Regions from separate parts of the Sus scrofa genome. Here region 1 is linked to region 2. Evidence: chromatin contacts called from public HiChIP or PLAC-seq data. All regions are on one chromosome and are shown on one strand. Each heading gives the region's core, a stretch centred on a gene start, on an enhancer-like site or on the middle of the called end of the contact. The rest is flanking DNA. Distances are from core to core; before and after follow the strand shown. Region 1 has its middle 44 kb from the start of LEKR1. Region 2 overlaps KCNAB1 (potassium voltage-gated channel, shaker-related subfamily, beta member 1).

Evidence for each region. HiChIP or PLAC-seq counts read pairs in DNA pulled down with a chosen protein or histone mark.
Region 1: a contact with region 2 is called in an H3K27ac HiChIP or PLAC-seq map of alveolar macrophages. The contact joins two enhancer-like sites. A contact is called at or near these places in 1 of 47 Hi-C or Micro-C datasets (embryonic fibroblasts) and 1 of 2 datasets of contacts at active chromatin or transcription factors (alveolar macrophages).

The regions. Positions count from the first base shown.
Region 1 is chr13:96,595,755-96,599,025 of Sscrofa11.1, forward strand. No RefSeq gene overlaps it. Among named protein-coding and RNA genes, the nearest start is that of LEKR1, 44 kb to the right of the region's middle. Within about 2 kb of position 1,282, at least 16 of the 83 cell types and tissues checked have an H3K27ac peak or open chromatin away from gene starts, as enhancers often do. A contact at or near this core is called in alveolar macrophages and embryonic fibroblasts, where this site is marked.
Region 2 is chr13:96,367,608-96,370,625 of Sscrofa11.1, forward strand. All of the region lies in intron 14 of KCNAB1 (potassium voltage-gated channel, shaker-related subfamily, beta member 1), which reads left to right. It also overlaps a transcript of SSR3 not described here. Among named protein-coding and RNA genes, the nearest start is that of SSR3, 21 kb to the right of the region's middle. Within about 2 kb of position 1,409, at least 15 of the 83 cell types and tissues checked have an H3K27ac peak or open chromatin away from gene starts, as enhancers often do. A contact at or near this core is called in alveolar macrophages and embryonic fibroblasts, where this site is marked.

The DNA of each region.
Region 1 (3,271 bases), core at 32-2,531, 230 kb after region 2:
AGAAGATTAACACGTTTTAAAGCAAGCATGTGTTACTTTTACAATTAAAAATACACACATGGAGTTCCCATCGTGGCTCAGCAGAAACGAATCTGACTAGCATCAATGAGGACGCAGGTTCCATCCCTGGCCTCGCTCAGTGGGTTAAGGAGCCAGTGTTGCTGTGAGCTGTGGTGTAGGTCACAGACTCACTTCGGATCTGGCATCGCTGTGGCTGTGGTGTAGGCCAGCAGCTACAGTTCCAATCTGACACTTAGTCTGGGAATCACCATATGTCGTGGGTGTGGCCCTAAAAAGACCAGAAAAAAAAAAAAAATTTACCCATAAAGCTATTCAGGTCTAGGGTTAGGCCCAAATCAGGGCCTAACTTCAGTATTTTAAATGGGCATTAGGAATTCATTTTCTTTGAAAGATATGAGGCTAAGCAGGTTTTCTACTTCTTCTTGAACAATGCTGATTGTGTCCTTTAAGGAATTTGTTCATTTCTTTTAAGTTGTCAGATTTATTGACACACACACACAAAGGAAATAGCCTACTCCTCAATTAAAGGGAAAGCAGAGAAAAGACGGCAATAAACTTCAGTTCATATTTCCAAACAATTCCAGGAATTTTAAATAAGATGCATTTTCATCTACATAAAAGACCTCTTGGAATGGAGAAGGGAAGGAAAGCCACTTCTCTACCAGTGGAAGGGGTTGGCTAGCTCTGGTCTGTGCAAGAGTGTGTGCAGGGACTGTGTCCATCTTGCTCATGATCACTCCGGTGTCTACTCTGGGTTGGGCATCTAGCAGGGCCTCCATACAAACTGGTTGAATTAAAAAATTAAATGGGGGAAAAATGGCAATGGTTCTGTGACAAATTTACTGAACGGTGTACAGTAGGGAAATCTGGCAGGCAGCTGATGGGAAGTTTCTTTGTTCTTACTGAGTTTAGATACTAGAGTCAAATTCTAGAATTTAAATAGGAAGTTACAAGCACCATAACCATGTTGAGGAAATTAACCAGACTGAGAAAGAGTGCTGCTCACTGGCTGAGAATCTTTCTCATACTGAAATAGCAGAAGTTGCCTAAGCAATTTTTTCTCTGCCAGCTCACAAAAAGGATCACTGATTCAGGAAATGACCTCTAAGTATAACATTTTAGTTTTAATTTTTACATTCAAAAAGTCATGTGGTGAATGGGGCCAGAATCAGAATTACCTGGGGCTTTAGTGGGTTAGAGTGTTACTGGGCAAAGTGAGAAAACAGAGCAAGATTTATTGAGCATCTCATAATGACTCATCAGGGCACAGGGTTAGTCACTCAGCACATGGTATCTCATTAAAGTTCATAACAAGCTTGTGAGGCACTGTCATCATTTACAGAAGAGGAAAAAGAGACTTGGAGAACTTGGGTAACTTGTCTCAGAAGACAAAGCCAGAAAGTGGCAGAGCTGGGATTTGAATTCAGATGGGCCTGGCTCCAGGGCCCATGGTCACTTCCTGGGCCACAGGACTCTGTCTTGGTTGGTGTTGGAGTGACTCACCTATGTCACATGAGAGCAGTCCCTGTGGAAGACTTCCAAGGACTTGGTTCCTAAGAACTGACTAGACTGGACCATCACCTCTGCAGAACTAATCCAGAAATTTTTACACTTATATGAGAGATGCCTATCCCATCTTTAACTTCTAGAAGTTTTGGGGAAATGACTTGGTATTACCAAACGGGATTCTCCAAATCCTGAATAAACACAAGCATGCTGTATATTCCCCCAAACTCATCCCAGGACATAGAGCACCCCCATGCTGAAACAAATCACAGCTCCTGAAGAACTGCTTACGAGGGTGGCAGTGATGCGGAGACAGTCACGTGTTATAAATACCCGCATGGAATAAAAATCTACATTTAATTTTCCATGATATTTGCTAACTCAGATGAAATGATTTTCATCTTCATTTTCACCACAGCAGAAAAAGTTAAAATACCACAATGCTGCAGCTTTCAGCATGTTTATATCACCTCTGATTCCTTCTCTAATGCATTTCAGGCCCAGTGTTTAGCCCCCATTGACACTATGTTAAGCACTACACCTATTTCCTTGACACACTGTCCTGAACCTCTAATGTTAGGGTGCTTCACAGCCAGGTCCTTCACTTCCTACTTTTCTCTCCTTCCAAAGCTCTACATTATCTTTTACAAAGCAACAGCACCTACCTTTATCTCCCCAGTCTTCACATCTCCAGTCAGATGTCCAATGGCAACTTCCCGTGTAACGCAGCTGCAAAGAATTCTCAGTTCCTACCTTCACCTCAAACTTATTCCTCCCCTTCCCTCTAAATTCAGTTCTCTATCCCATGATACTGTCAACCATTCTGTTGTTCAAACCATAACCTATTTCCTGGTTTCCTACTTTTCCCCTCACCTCCACATCTAATTCTTCAGCAAGTTTGAAGGTTCTGCTTCTAAAATGTCTCAAAACCATCCACTTTACTTCCTTTCTGCCAATGTTAAGCTACTAATCACTTATCTCAACTATTCTTAACTGGTTTTCTTGTTTCCATCTGTCTCCCATAAAGGAGCCAGAATGATAAGTGTAAAACATAAATAACATTGATATCCTGCAGTCTTTCAACATTTTCCAGTTGTACTATACCATGGTCCACAGGACTTGCATCATCCAGCCCCTGCCTACCTCTACAACCTCATCTCCTAGATCTTTTTCAAAACTCACAGCCCTGCAGGCACATTGTCCTCTACCTATTCCTTGACCACACAAAATTAGCTTCCTTGAGCTTTTCCTGGAAGCTCCCCAGGTTCTTCCTCCAGATTTTCCATGGCTGGGGTCTTCCTCATTATTCAGAACTGAGAGCATATGTTAGATCCTAAAAGATTCTTCCATGACCACATTAGAGTGGGTATGCCTTACTTTGCCAGTCAGCCTCTATTAAGATAATCTGTATTACTTATTTTTTCTTTTTACAGAACAGCATATGGAAATTCCCAGAGTAGGGGTTGAATCAGAGCTGCAGCTGCCCACCACAGCCACTCTGGATCCGAGTCGCATCTGCAACTGTTAAAGCTTGCAACAACGCCGGATCCTTAACCCACTGAGCAGGGCCAGGGATAGAACCCACATCCTCACACAGACAATGTCAGGTCCTTAATTTGCTAAGCCACAGCAGGAAACCCCTTGTTTTAGTATTTTTATTGTAAAATCATCTATAATTATTTTTCAATCATTTACTTATCTATTTATTGTCTGCTTATCCCTAGAGAAAGATACCATCACGTGG
Region 2 (3,018 bases), core at 159-2,658:
AGAGAGGCAGCTCCTGGACTGTGGGAGTACTGTAGGTAGCTAAAGATACATTTCAGTGGAAAAATGAGTCAGTCATCTCCCCAGAGCATTTCCTCCCAGCAGGGCTCTGGCTGGTAGCAGGACGGGCTTCTATGCTCGGGCTTCCATGCTCAATGCACAAGAGAAAAGGATGTTGTCTTAGCAAGAAGCTGCTACCAGGACAGCTTACCATATCCTCTCCCTTTCTACTCCCACCTCTGGCCAGCCCAGCACCAAAGGTTCTGCCCTCAGTCAGCTGTGACTGGGCCCCTTGATATAGTGAGGCTACTAGATTGGGGCCGCTGGGGACTCCCAGCAGATAGAAAGCATGCAGTGCCAGCAGTTATAAGGAAATTTCTAATGGGCAAAGGCAGGCAGCTGCTTCTTTGAATGTACCTAAGGTGAGCATAAACTGGAGAGGTTTTGCTAAGCATCAGCAGACAGGAGAAACAGGAAAGAAGCCACAGCTGCAGGCAGTCCCGTCAGCAGCTCAGGTCCCCAACCTCCAGCCTCAAAGCCCTTGTGAGGTTCCCCACCAGCTACTCAGGGAAGTCCGACTCCTCAGCACTCAGGCCCTTCCCATCCAGGGCTCATCACCCCTCCCTCACCTCCTCTGGGATCCTAATCCCCAGAATAGTGGTCCTCCCCCTGCGGAGTGTCCACCACCCTAGCCTGGAAAAATCCTGGTCCATCCCCAAGGCCCAGCTCAAAGTGACTCAGTCCTGGAAGGACTTCCCTGACACCTGCCAGCCCGTGACACTTGCCAGACCTCCCTCACTCCCCAATTATTGCACTCAGGGTAACACCTTGGTTGCAAAACTGCTAGCTCGTGGGATGTTTGTGTGATCTCTAGTAGATGAAAATGTTTTCAAACAGTTGCCAACATTTAAAAAAAAATGGGCAGCAACTTCACATAAAATTCTGGATGTTATGGCTTTTCTTGAATATTTAAGTCTTGCAACACTATATATACATGTATATATTTCATGTTTTATTCAAGTACTTTATGGTTTCATTTTTCTAATGTTTAGATCTCTTTTCTTATTGGTGTAATGAATGAAGAATGTTTTTTCCTCACATGGCTAACCCACTATATTTTAGACCCAAAATTTCCAACAAATCCAGTTTCTAGATTTGGGTCTCATTGCTGCAGTCTCACTTTAGCACAGTAGTTTAGATCTCTGATGCTCCAGAGCTGGTGGGAAACCAAACTCTCTTCTAGGAGAGGAAAGCGTTACCAGAACCAGTGAGGAAGTCCTACACTATTCCACCAAACTCTAAGGCTTCTGAGGAGAGCACTGAGTGGAGACAAGGTCACTCTGGCCAACATGACTGCAGGCAGAGGAAGGGTGAGGCTCAAACCTCAGCATCAGTCATCAGGAATGTATTTCACCACGGTCTCCACAGAGGGTCAGACTATTCCTGAAAGAAAGTCTGCCTTTGTTCCTTGTCCTAGTGTAACACATGCCCTTGGCCTATTTCTTGCAATAAATACTAGCTAGCCCTAGATGATCTCACCCTTTCCTAGGGCTTCAATTAGCATGACGGTGCAGATAACTCCTAAACTCTCAACTCCAGTCCTTTGCTACCACTAAGGTCCACAGCTGCCCTTCTGGCTGCCTACGAGTCACTTCTTTTTTTTTTTTTTGTCTTTTTAGGGCCACACTTGTAAGTTCCCTGGCTAGGGGTCGAATTGGAGCCATAGCTGTGGGCCTACGCCACAGCCACAGCAATGCTATATCTGAGCCACGTCTTCGACCTACATCACAGCTTGAGGCAACACCAGATCTTTAACCCACTGAACAAGGCCAGAGGTCAAACCTGAGTCCTCACGGATACTAGTCAGGTTCATTACCCCTGAGCCACGATGGGAACTCCTACCAGTCACTTCTACGTGAGATCCCATAGGCACCTTCACTTCAACACATCCTACTCCAAACTTCTTGTGCTCCAGACTTCTGTGGATCCTGTATCAGTATCTTCCTAGTCACCCAGTCTTTAAGTTGCCATCAGCCTCCAAAATGTCTCTCCAAGTCACTCTCCTTTTCTACTCCACTGCTAACTGTCTAGGTAATGCTTATTGTCTCTGGCTGGGACTGCAATTAATTTCTAACATCTGTGTCCCCTTTCAATCTCCTTCCAACTCATCCTTCAAAATACCTCTAGGTGTCTAATGGGGTCACTCACAGCTGAGAAGTCCTCTGAAATTCCCACTGCCTACAGCATTAAGCCCCAACTCCAAAAAATGGAATTCGAGGCCTTCCACTCTTTACCGGAATTTCTTTTTTCCATATTCCCACCATCCCCACACTTCATTCATTCACTCTACACTTCTATCACTCCATTTCACAGACTCCACTTTTTCACGCTATTCTCTCTACCTGGTATTCCTGTTAATCCCTCACAAGGATTCTAACTGATTCTCTCCTTATCTTTGGACCCCTGCTGTTCACAGGTGGCTATTAAGTGCACATAAGGCAGCCAATCCAAATGGAGATGTGCTCTTAGTGTCAAATGTACACCTGATTTGAAAGACTTAGTACTTTAAAACATGTAAAGCATCTTTTTTTTTTTTTTTTTTTTTTTTTGTCTTTTGCAATTTCTTGGGCTGCTCCCGCGGCATATGGAGGTTCCCAGGCTAGGGGTCCAATTGGAGCTGTAGCCACCGGCCTACACCAGAGCCACAGCAACGTGGGATCCGAGCCATGTTTGCAACCTACACCACAGCTCACGGCAACGCCAACCCACTGAGCAAGGGCAGGGACCAAACCCACAACCTCCTGGTGCCTAGTCAGATTCGTTAACCACTGCGCCACGACGGTAACTCCTAAAGCATCTTAATATTCTATACTGACTACATGCTGAAATGATGTTCTGATACAGTAGAGTAAAACATGTATTAATTTCACCTGCTTCTTTCCCCTTTTATTACTGTGGCCGCTAGAAAATCTAAAATTACACATATGGCTCTCATTTTTCCTATTGCTCTAGTTATTCTAT